2 separate regions of the Macaca mulatta genome follow, and region 2 is linked to region 1. The links are chromatin contacts, called in public Hi-C maps. All regions are on one chromosome and are shown on one strand. Each heading gives the region's core, a stretch centred on a gene start, on an enhancer-like site or on the middle of the called end of the contact. The rest is flanking DNA. Distances are from core to core; before and after follow the strand shown.

The links. Hi-C and Micro-C count contacts between places; a contact is called where the count stands out from the background.
Region 2: a Hi-C map of fetal cortex germinal zone shows a contact between it and region 1, with 3 times the contacts expected there. The contact joins two enhancer-like sites. A contact is called at or near these places in 2 of 14 Hi-C or Micro-C datasets (fetal cortex germinal zone and fetal cortical plate).

What each region holds. Positions count from the first base shown.
Region 1 is chr4:97,183,654-97,187,791 of T2T-MMU8v2.0, reverse strand. The region is part of intron 11 of RNGTT (RNA guanylyltransferase and 5'-phosphatase); the gene reads right to left. Among named protein-coding and RNA genes, the nearest start is that of RNGTT, 170 kb to the right of the region's middle. Within about 2 kb of position 1,966, at least 1 of the 40 cell types and tissues checked has an H3K27ac peak or open chromatin away from gene starts, as enhancers often do. A contact at or near this core is called in fetal cortex germinal zone, where this site is marked.
Region 2 is chr4:97,762,993-97,767,130 of T2T-MMU8v2.0, reverse strand. No RefSeq gene overlaps it. Among named protein-coding and RNA genes, the nearest start is that of CNR1, 21 kb to the left of the region's middle. Within about 2 kb of position 2,225, at least 16 of the 40 cell types and tissues checked have an H3K27ac peak or open chromatin away from gene starts, as enhancers often do. A contact at or near this core is called in fetal cortex germinal zone, where this site is marked.

The DNA of each region.
Region 1 (4,138 bases), core at 717-3,216:
TTCCGTGCAATGTAGGAGGTTTAACAGCATCCCTGGCCTCTATGGGCCAATCAAAATAATAAAAAATGTCCCCACATACTGTCAAATGTTATTTGGGAAGTAAAATCATGCCAGTTGAGAACCACGGATCGAAAGTATGAATTTATTCTTTTTTTTTAAACCAATATCTATTGATCAACTGCTAAGACTGTGTCAACCAGTTGTGCTAGAGGCCAGTAAGATAAAGATAACGGGGGTTTCAGACAAATAATAAGCAGTTACAAAAAACTGTCAAGAATTTAATGAAATATGAAGTTCAGAGTGCTATAATAGCAGAGAAAATGAAATGTTAACACAGTCAAAAACATAAAGAGAAGTTTCCCAGGGGAAGTAAAATTTAAGCTGAGAATTACACAGGCAATAAGGATGAGTTAAGTAGCTACAAGAGAAAGTACAGTGAATCAAGGAACTAAGACATTTAGATTGCCTACATGTACAACACAGTATTTAATATTCACCCTACTGTTACAAGCACTAAAAATATCACTGTGAATGAGACAGAGATGGTCTCTGTCTTCATGGTACTTACAATCTAGTAAGAGAAATGGTAATTTTTAAAATAACTAAAAATTCATACATGTTAAGTGCATTGAGGCCAATGGGAATACTGTGGGGGCAGGGGAGAGTCAAGCTCAGCTAGACAACCAGGCTTCCTCAAGGAAGCACATCTAACTTGATAGTTCAAGGATAAATGGGAGTAATATAAAAAAGAAAATAGTTTCAGGCAGAAGAAATAGCATGTATAAATACATATTTTTTAGAGACTCTTTCAGTTTATAGCTCTTATAAAATGAATTGGTCTATCAGTAGAAAGAGCCACTAAAGTTATCACTGAACTTTGACAACAAAAGGAAAATCAATTTTCGTACCCTACATAGACAAAATGTGTGCTTTTACATATTTCCTCCTAAAACGTGGAATTGCTATAAGCATAAGGGATAAGAGATAACAATTAATAACCCCTATCTTTTTGCTATGATTCCAATATATCTCCCTAGATGCCTAAATCAGAGCACTAACAAAAACAAAATAGACATTAAAAATATACCTGGACAAATTCTGAAAAGCAAACAATATGTAAACAAAAAGTAAAATAATATGCTATCTTTATGAAAAAGTAGAATGAAAATAAGAATGTATTCACACATTTGTATTTGCTTCTATATAGATAAACTAGGGAAGAAGTATGAGAGAGAGACTTTCTTCTGTGTATTTTTTAAATACATGTTAAAATTTCTGAACCAAGTGATTGTATTATCTAGTTTAAAAATTAAAATTATACCACTGTAAAATGCAAATTTTAAAATCTACCATTAATGTTTCAACTTTAAACATAAGTTATTAATAAAAAGAACTATCCCTAATTCATTAAGTGTTTAATATGTATCATTTATATAAGAACTGATTTGGTATTCTGTATATTTACCCTCTAGGAATTCACCACTTCTTTCATTTTTTGAAGTCCTTATTTATATATTTCCCCTTTCTCTGCTACCAATATATCATCATTAGCAATTCCTTTTAGTTGTACAGATATATCTATATCTAGCTGAGACTGATTACAAATTATGCATCTGTAGCTGTTTATTTTGCCAACAAAATTCAAAAAAAACTAAATATTTATTTTTAAAACTTGAAAATGATGTTTTCCTTTTCTTCCTTACACAAAGCAAGCTAAGAATATTTTGCTGTGCTCTAAAAGTTGAACAAGGAAAAAAAAATTAAAATAAGGTGCATTTTCTTTCTTGGCACTTTGCTATTACAATTCCCTGGAAAATTATATTTTTCAATAAAAATAACACATTTTGAGAAAAGATAGAATGACACTTTTGCAGCCTGCCAGAAAACAGAGCCCTTCTTCAATTGAAGACCTATCAAAATATGCAAGCAAATGTCATGGAAACAGAAGCTCTCACCATGGTAACATCCTTGCTACAGAGGAAAACCATTCTAATTCGTCATGTACTTCAAGACAAGGCATTAGGCTAATTCCAATTTTCATCTTACAATCTATCCATAATATTCAATATACCTGGCAGCAGTAAAGATTTGATAAAAATATTAATATTTCAAAAGAATGCAATATTAAAATCAAAGCTGACTCTAAATTTCTATGCAAACTGATGAATACCAGATACATAAAATCAAGCTGACCCACCTTACAGGAAAATCAAAATAGTGAGGAAAACATTAAAAAACAATTATATCTCTACCGTTTGAAAGTAAATAACTCTAGACTCAACAGAAACAGTTATGTTTTACTAACCATAGTAGAGTTGGTAGGTACAACAAGAAAAGCCATTTTTCTAAATATAAAACAAAAACACTTTCAAGATTTTTATTCTTACTTAAATTATACAATCTACTATTCTGTGTTTATTTCATAGTGATAGATTATTAATGGCATACAATTCTTGCCTAGAAACATAGTTTCTCCAGATAAAAGTAAAATCAAAGCTGATTTCTCAAAAGGTTAAAAATTAATGTTATTTCCACATGTAAAAATTTAATATGCTACATAAATCTGCACTAAAATCTACTTATAAAAGCTAGTAAACAAATAAGATTTAATTTTACTACCAACTTTGTAAATTAAACAATCTAATAGCTATCATGTAAAAGATCTAATACCGGCATATTAAAATACCAAATCATCATGTTAAAATATTCATTTTTACGTGATGAATGGCCAAAAATTAGCAATTCAAAATGGAAATGTAATCGCAGAACTGAAAACCATATAGATAGGAGTCTAATAAAACATATTTTATTATAGAAGCTGATAATGAGATGGAAAATTCAATTTGATAGTGATTCTTTTTTAAAATGATCATTTGTTTGATGAAAGCTTGAATCTTAAACCTTAGAAAGAAAATAGATTTATATTGAAAATAAACAGATAATTTTTTCCTTTTGAAGAAAATACCAAAATTTTTCTCAAATATTTAAGTATTTTTGTCAAGTATAGGTTACATTTCAAATTTTTTTAAAACACTGTGCTACAGACTGATGTTTGTGTCCCTTCTAAAACTCCAGTGTTTAAATCCTAACCCCCATAATGTAATGGTATTAGGAGGTAGGGCCTTTGGAAGATGATTAAGTCAAGAGGACCCTGCCTTCATGAATGAGACTCCTACCCTTAGAAAAGAGACACAGGAAAGCTCCCTTGCCCCTTCTGCTGTGTGGGACACAACATGAGCCAAGAAGCAGGCCTTCACCACACACTGAATCTGCCAACACCTTGATCTTGGACTTCCCAGCTTCTAGAACTATGAGAAATAAAATTCTGTTGTTTGTAAGCCACTCAGTTTATGGTATTTTGTTATAGCATCCCAAACTGACTAACTGTTTATATTATTGTTTACATCACTGTTTGTGAATAATATAATTAAGCCACCTTTAAATAAAAAACATTAACGTTATTTTTGAATCAACAGCAAAACACACAGGGAAACCAAAAGGCAAAACATGATAAAGAAAAAAGTAAACTGGCTCCAAATCCAATTTTGGTCTTTAACCTGAGAACAAGGAGAAAGCACTAGAGATGAAGGAAGATCTCTCTGGATACGGAAAGAAGAAAAGATTGGGCCAGGCTTGGTGGCTCATGCCTGTAATCCCAGCACTTTGGGAGGCCAAGGCGGGCGGATCACAAGGTCAAGAGATCGAGACCATCCTGGCCAACATGGTGAAACCCCGTCTCTCCTAAAAATACAAAAATTAGCTGAGTGTAGTGGGTATGGGCCTGCAGTCCCAGCTACTCAGGAGGCTGAGGCAGGAGAATTGCTTGAACCCAGGAGGCGGAGGTTGCAGTGAGCCCAGATCGCGTCACTGCACTCCAGCCTGGGCAACAAGAGCGAAACTCCATTTCAAAAAAAAAGGAATGAAGAGAAGGCAAGAATGGATGCCACTGTAGTGGTTCCAGCAAGAGGCAATGAAGGACAAACTGGATTAGAGTAGTAGCAGTGACAATGGAGAAAAAAGGGAATAATTTAAGAGATACTTAAAAGATAAAGAAAGACTTGGAGAGGCAGGAGGGGACGGTGCCAAAGATGACAGCTAGATTTCTGATTTAAGTAACTGCATTTAGTAACTGAGGTGA
Region 2 (4,138 bases), core at 976-3,475, 580 kb before region 1:
ATCATTTTATCCCCATGGACACTTAGAAATACAATGAGACCTCTCCCCATCAGACACTTGATACATACCTCAGCCAAGAGCGCTCCTCGCCTGGAGTGGGAGACATCTTCGAAACAAAAAGAGTCGGTTTACAGTAAGTTCTCCTGATAAGCTAAAATGGATTAGTTTTATAAGACCATGTCCAACATCAAGCCTATTGCCCCACTATGGTAACTGTCATTGTGCTTACAAATAAGTGCCTGTAGTATGCAATGTTTAAAATTCTGGAGGGGCATGTCTTCTGCTCATGTATGGATGGAATCAGAAAATAATTTGTCTCACTTAAGAAACTCTACATGGCCTTTTATTTTTATAAAATTGCTCTTAACTGAGTTAGAGAGCGGGGGAGGGGGAGGAGAACCAGGGAAAAAAGGGACAGAGAAAAATCAATCAGTGTATCTTCCCTTGCAAACTGTCAGTAGGGTAGGATTAGAAAAGCAACACTTTAAATCAGATAAAGTCCTACGGGAACCTTAAAGGTTGGTTGCTCTGAGCTTCTCAATATTCTGCAAAATAGATTGATGTCAATGGTGACCCCACTAATACTCAGTGTCCACTGAGTTTCCTCTAAGAAATTGCATTTCCCCCTTTGTTCGAAAGATATTAACTTGGTAATAAAAATGAGGAGAAGTTATGGGCCCCATAGAGATATATTTCAACACCTTTAAAACCAGTAAATCTGTTCTAATCTCTTATTGGATTACATGCCCGAGGAGGCTTAATATATCAAGAAATCAACAACAAAAGCAAGAACAGCACTTATTTGGAGGAAGATAAAAAAAGATGGGAGGCAAAATGATTAACACGTTACTAAACATTTTTTTTTTGTTTTTCTCATCTGTTCAATTTTAAATCTCTGAGAGACAATCTATTAAAATTAGAAACATGCATGTTGCTTTTAAACTTTCAGATGACCAAATGACAGTTTCTCACGTCTATTACAGCAAACATATTTGTATTTGAGAGGTGATCCGTTTATGATTTGTAAGCCTTAACAAGAAATGTCTTTTAAAAATGCAACATTAACTTTAGTCATCTAACGGCTAGTTCTGAGTTAAATGGCTCCATCAACACTCAATTTTAGGTATTAGTTACATGGACATTTGTTTTTCCTCAGAGCAGTGGTTCCTGTAGCTTTTTCTTTATCAAAAGTTTATTATTTGACATACATCTCTTTATATGACATTTACTATTTTACATTAGTCAGTTTCTAGGTTTGCAGCAGAGATCGATGTATTTCCCTGGAAAGACTTAGTAGATAATATGGTTTATAGGCATTCAGCACAACTCAAGCGCCCGTTTTTCAAACATGCACAATTACACATTTTCTACAAACAGACATCAGTGCATAGAGAGCCAGGTGCACACACATTCAATAAATAGTAAACGGTAGAAATCTCCAGAAGTAGCACAGATCACAGTTAACAGGCTGGGGCCATACAGCTAAGTAAACACCGACGCACAATTCGCTCACACGGAATAAGAACTCCACGAAGGACACTTGGGGACCACACTGGTCATACCCGAGGGGGCGGGAGGCGGAAAAAGTATTTCCAAACGCAACTCTGCCAGGTCTTACCCTTCGCATCCCCTGGTCCTTGGGACAGAAGCTCCCTTGGCACCTCTGGCCCAGCTCAGGGACTGGTTGTCCGCTAGAACGAAATGTCCCCCACTGACTACGGAGAGCTCTGCAGGGAGCCGAGGCCCCCGCCCGGGCCAAGGGAAGGCGCTGGCGCCGCGGGAGGCAAGAAGAGGCGGAGGCGGAAAAGAAGTGGAGAAGCAAGGGATGGCAGAGGGAGTAGCGTGCGGGAGGCGGCGCCGGCGCCGGGCTGCTGGCGAGGCGGGGTGGGGTGGAGCGGGGTGTGCCTCCGGCGGGCGGTCAGCAAGTCAGTCGGTCGGCGCGCCGGCGTCCCAGTCTCCAGCGCCCGCCCGCGACAGCGACCGGGACTGGCGCCCCGCTGCTCCCACCGCCGGCGAGCCTCGCCCCTTCCCCAGCTCTTCACCGGGTCCTCCCGGGAGCCCCGCCTGGCCCGGCGTGGGGCCGCCCGTCTCCACCAGCCCGGGCGCCCGTCGCTTCGTCCCGCTTGCGCGGTCCCTGCCTCTCCCTCCGCTCGCGCTGTCTCTGGCTCCCTCTCGCTCCAGTCCCATTTATGAAGCGCGGTCCCATCACGTGTTAATGAGCCTTTGTCCTGCCCTGGCAGCGGCGGCGGCGGCGGCACAGACCCCGCCGAGAGAACTGCGCGGGGAGGGACCTGCGCGCGGCGCCCGCGGCTCCAAACTTTGCTTGGCACGGGGGACCCGCCGCGACGCCAGCCCTGGGGCCAGAGGGGACAAGCCTCTCCGGCCCGCGTCACCTACTTCTCCTCTTCCTCCTCCTCCTCCGCCGCCGCCGCCGCGCTCCCGGAGGCCCCGCTGCCATGACCCCGCTGTGCTCCGGGATACCCTCACACCCTGGCCAGGCCATGTAGGGGCTCGTGCCTGCGCCGCCCACGACCTGGGGGCCATTAATCACGCGCGCCCGGACAACGCGCAGCGCCAACATCTTGCGCGGGGGTCACGTCTGGGGCAACGGGCTGAGCCGGAAGGGGAAGGGGAGCGGGAGCCCAGAGGCCGAGGCGCGCCGGGCCTGGGGGTGCGGTCTCGCGCCCCCTCCCTCCGCCCAAGGCCGTGGCAGCGAGCCGGGGCCGGGCTGAGCTTTGGGACCGCGCTGCGCAGCCCCCGAGCCGTTCGCTACCTGGCTGCGGCCGCGCGGCCACCTGTCCTCTGCCCTCGGGGCGCCGCCCAGCTTCACTCTGGGCGCCTTCTCCAGAGCCCACCGCCCCTGCCCGGCGCGACCACTCGGGCGCGCCCCGCCCGCCGGTCCCCGATGCAAACAGTTGGGCTCCGTAGGCGGCTGGCTCCGCGCCTCCCGGCCCGGCGCGCCCCCTCCCCGGCCACCCGGGGCCCCGCTCCTCGCACCTTTTCGCTGGAGGAGGACACCCCACTCCAGGGCCGGGCTGGGGGCTCTGGGACTCGGGGGCAGCCGCGGCAGGCGCTTGGGGAGCCGCGGTGTGCTCGGCGACCGCGGCAGGAATTAGGGGACATGCTCGTTAATTGGTTCCACTATCAGCCGCCGTCTGCCTCCCGTGTGCACGGATCAAACCTTAATTGGTCTTTACATTTATCATGGTGAATTGCGAACCTCCAAACAAGCCCGGGCCGCCGCTTCTGCCGAGGAGGCGCTCCCCTCCCCCCTGTCCCTGGGGCCAGGCAGGGTGTGCGGCGGCGGTCGTGGTTATTTAGACATCTTTATCTCTCGTGAGTTGGGTCGGGAGAGGATCGCACGGTTTCCACTTGACGGAGCCACGTCACGTCGGCCACAAGGGCCCCGCGCTGGGCACTGGGTTCGGTTCCCGGCCCTCCTCTTGTGGCCGCCTTGGCGTTCATTTTATGACGCCTTGCGGGTGTTCCCAGACATCATCCCGCACCGCTCTGTTTTACCGACCTCCACGGTCTTCCCGCCCCTGATCAGACCCCAACAGCAACCGTAATATATCTGGACCCCATATTTGAACTACGTGGTGAGAATCCGGGAAAGCGAACCTCTCATCCCAGGGAAAGAAGGAAGATTGTTGAGTTCAGGGTCCTGGAGGAGGGAAAGCTGTAAACCCGTTTTGGAAACGTCAGGCCAAATCGTACAAAGGCTTCCCGCAGAGCACTAGTGCAATTTTTGAAAATCCCCCTAGACTGCTTTAGAAGTATTTCCGTCAAGCAAATGACCATTTGACTCCATTGAGAGAGTCCATCGCTGAAATGATTAAGTCCTACTAGGTAGGTGGTTAGCAAAGGTTATCAATAAAGGTCTGATGGACCCATCGATAGATGGAAGAATGACTGGGAGATAGATAGTAGATGTGGGATTAGTGCTGAGCCTTAACCCTGCTGCTTGGGACAGGCTCTACTCGCAGGTATTTTTAGCCCACCTTCATGGCAGAGACAGCTCCAGAGCAAGGTTCACAGGGAGGGGGAGGAGGCTTCAACATCTGTTGCTTTTTTCTTTTAGGGGTCGTGGTTGTTAGATTTTCCCTTCACCTCACACCCCTGGCAGTAGGAAATATTT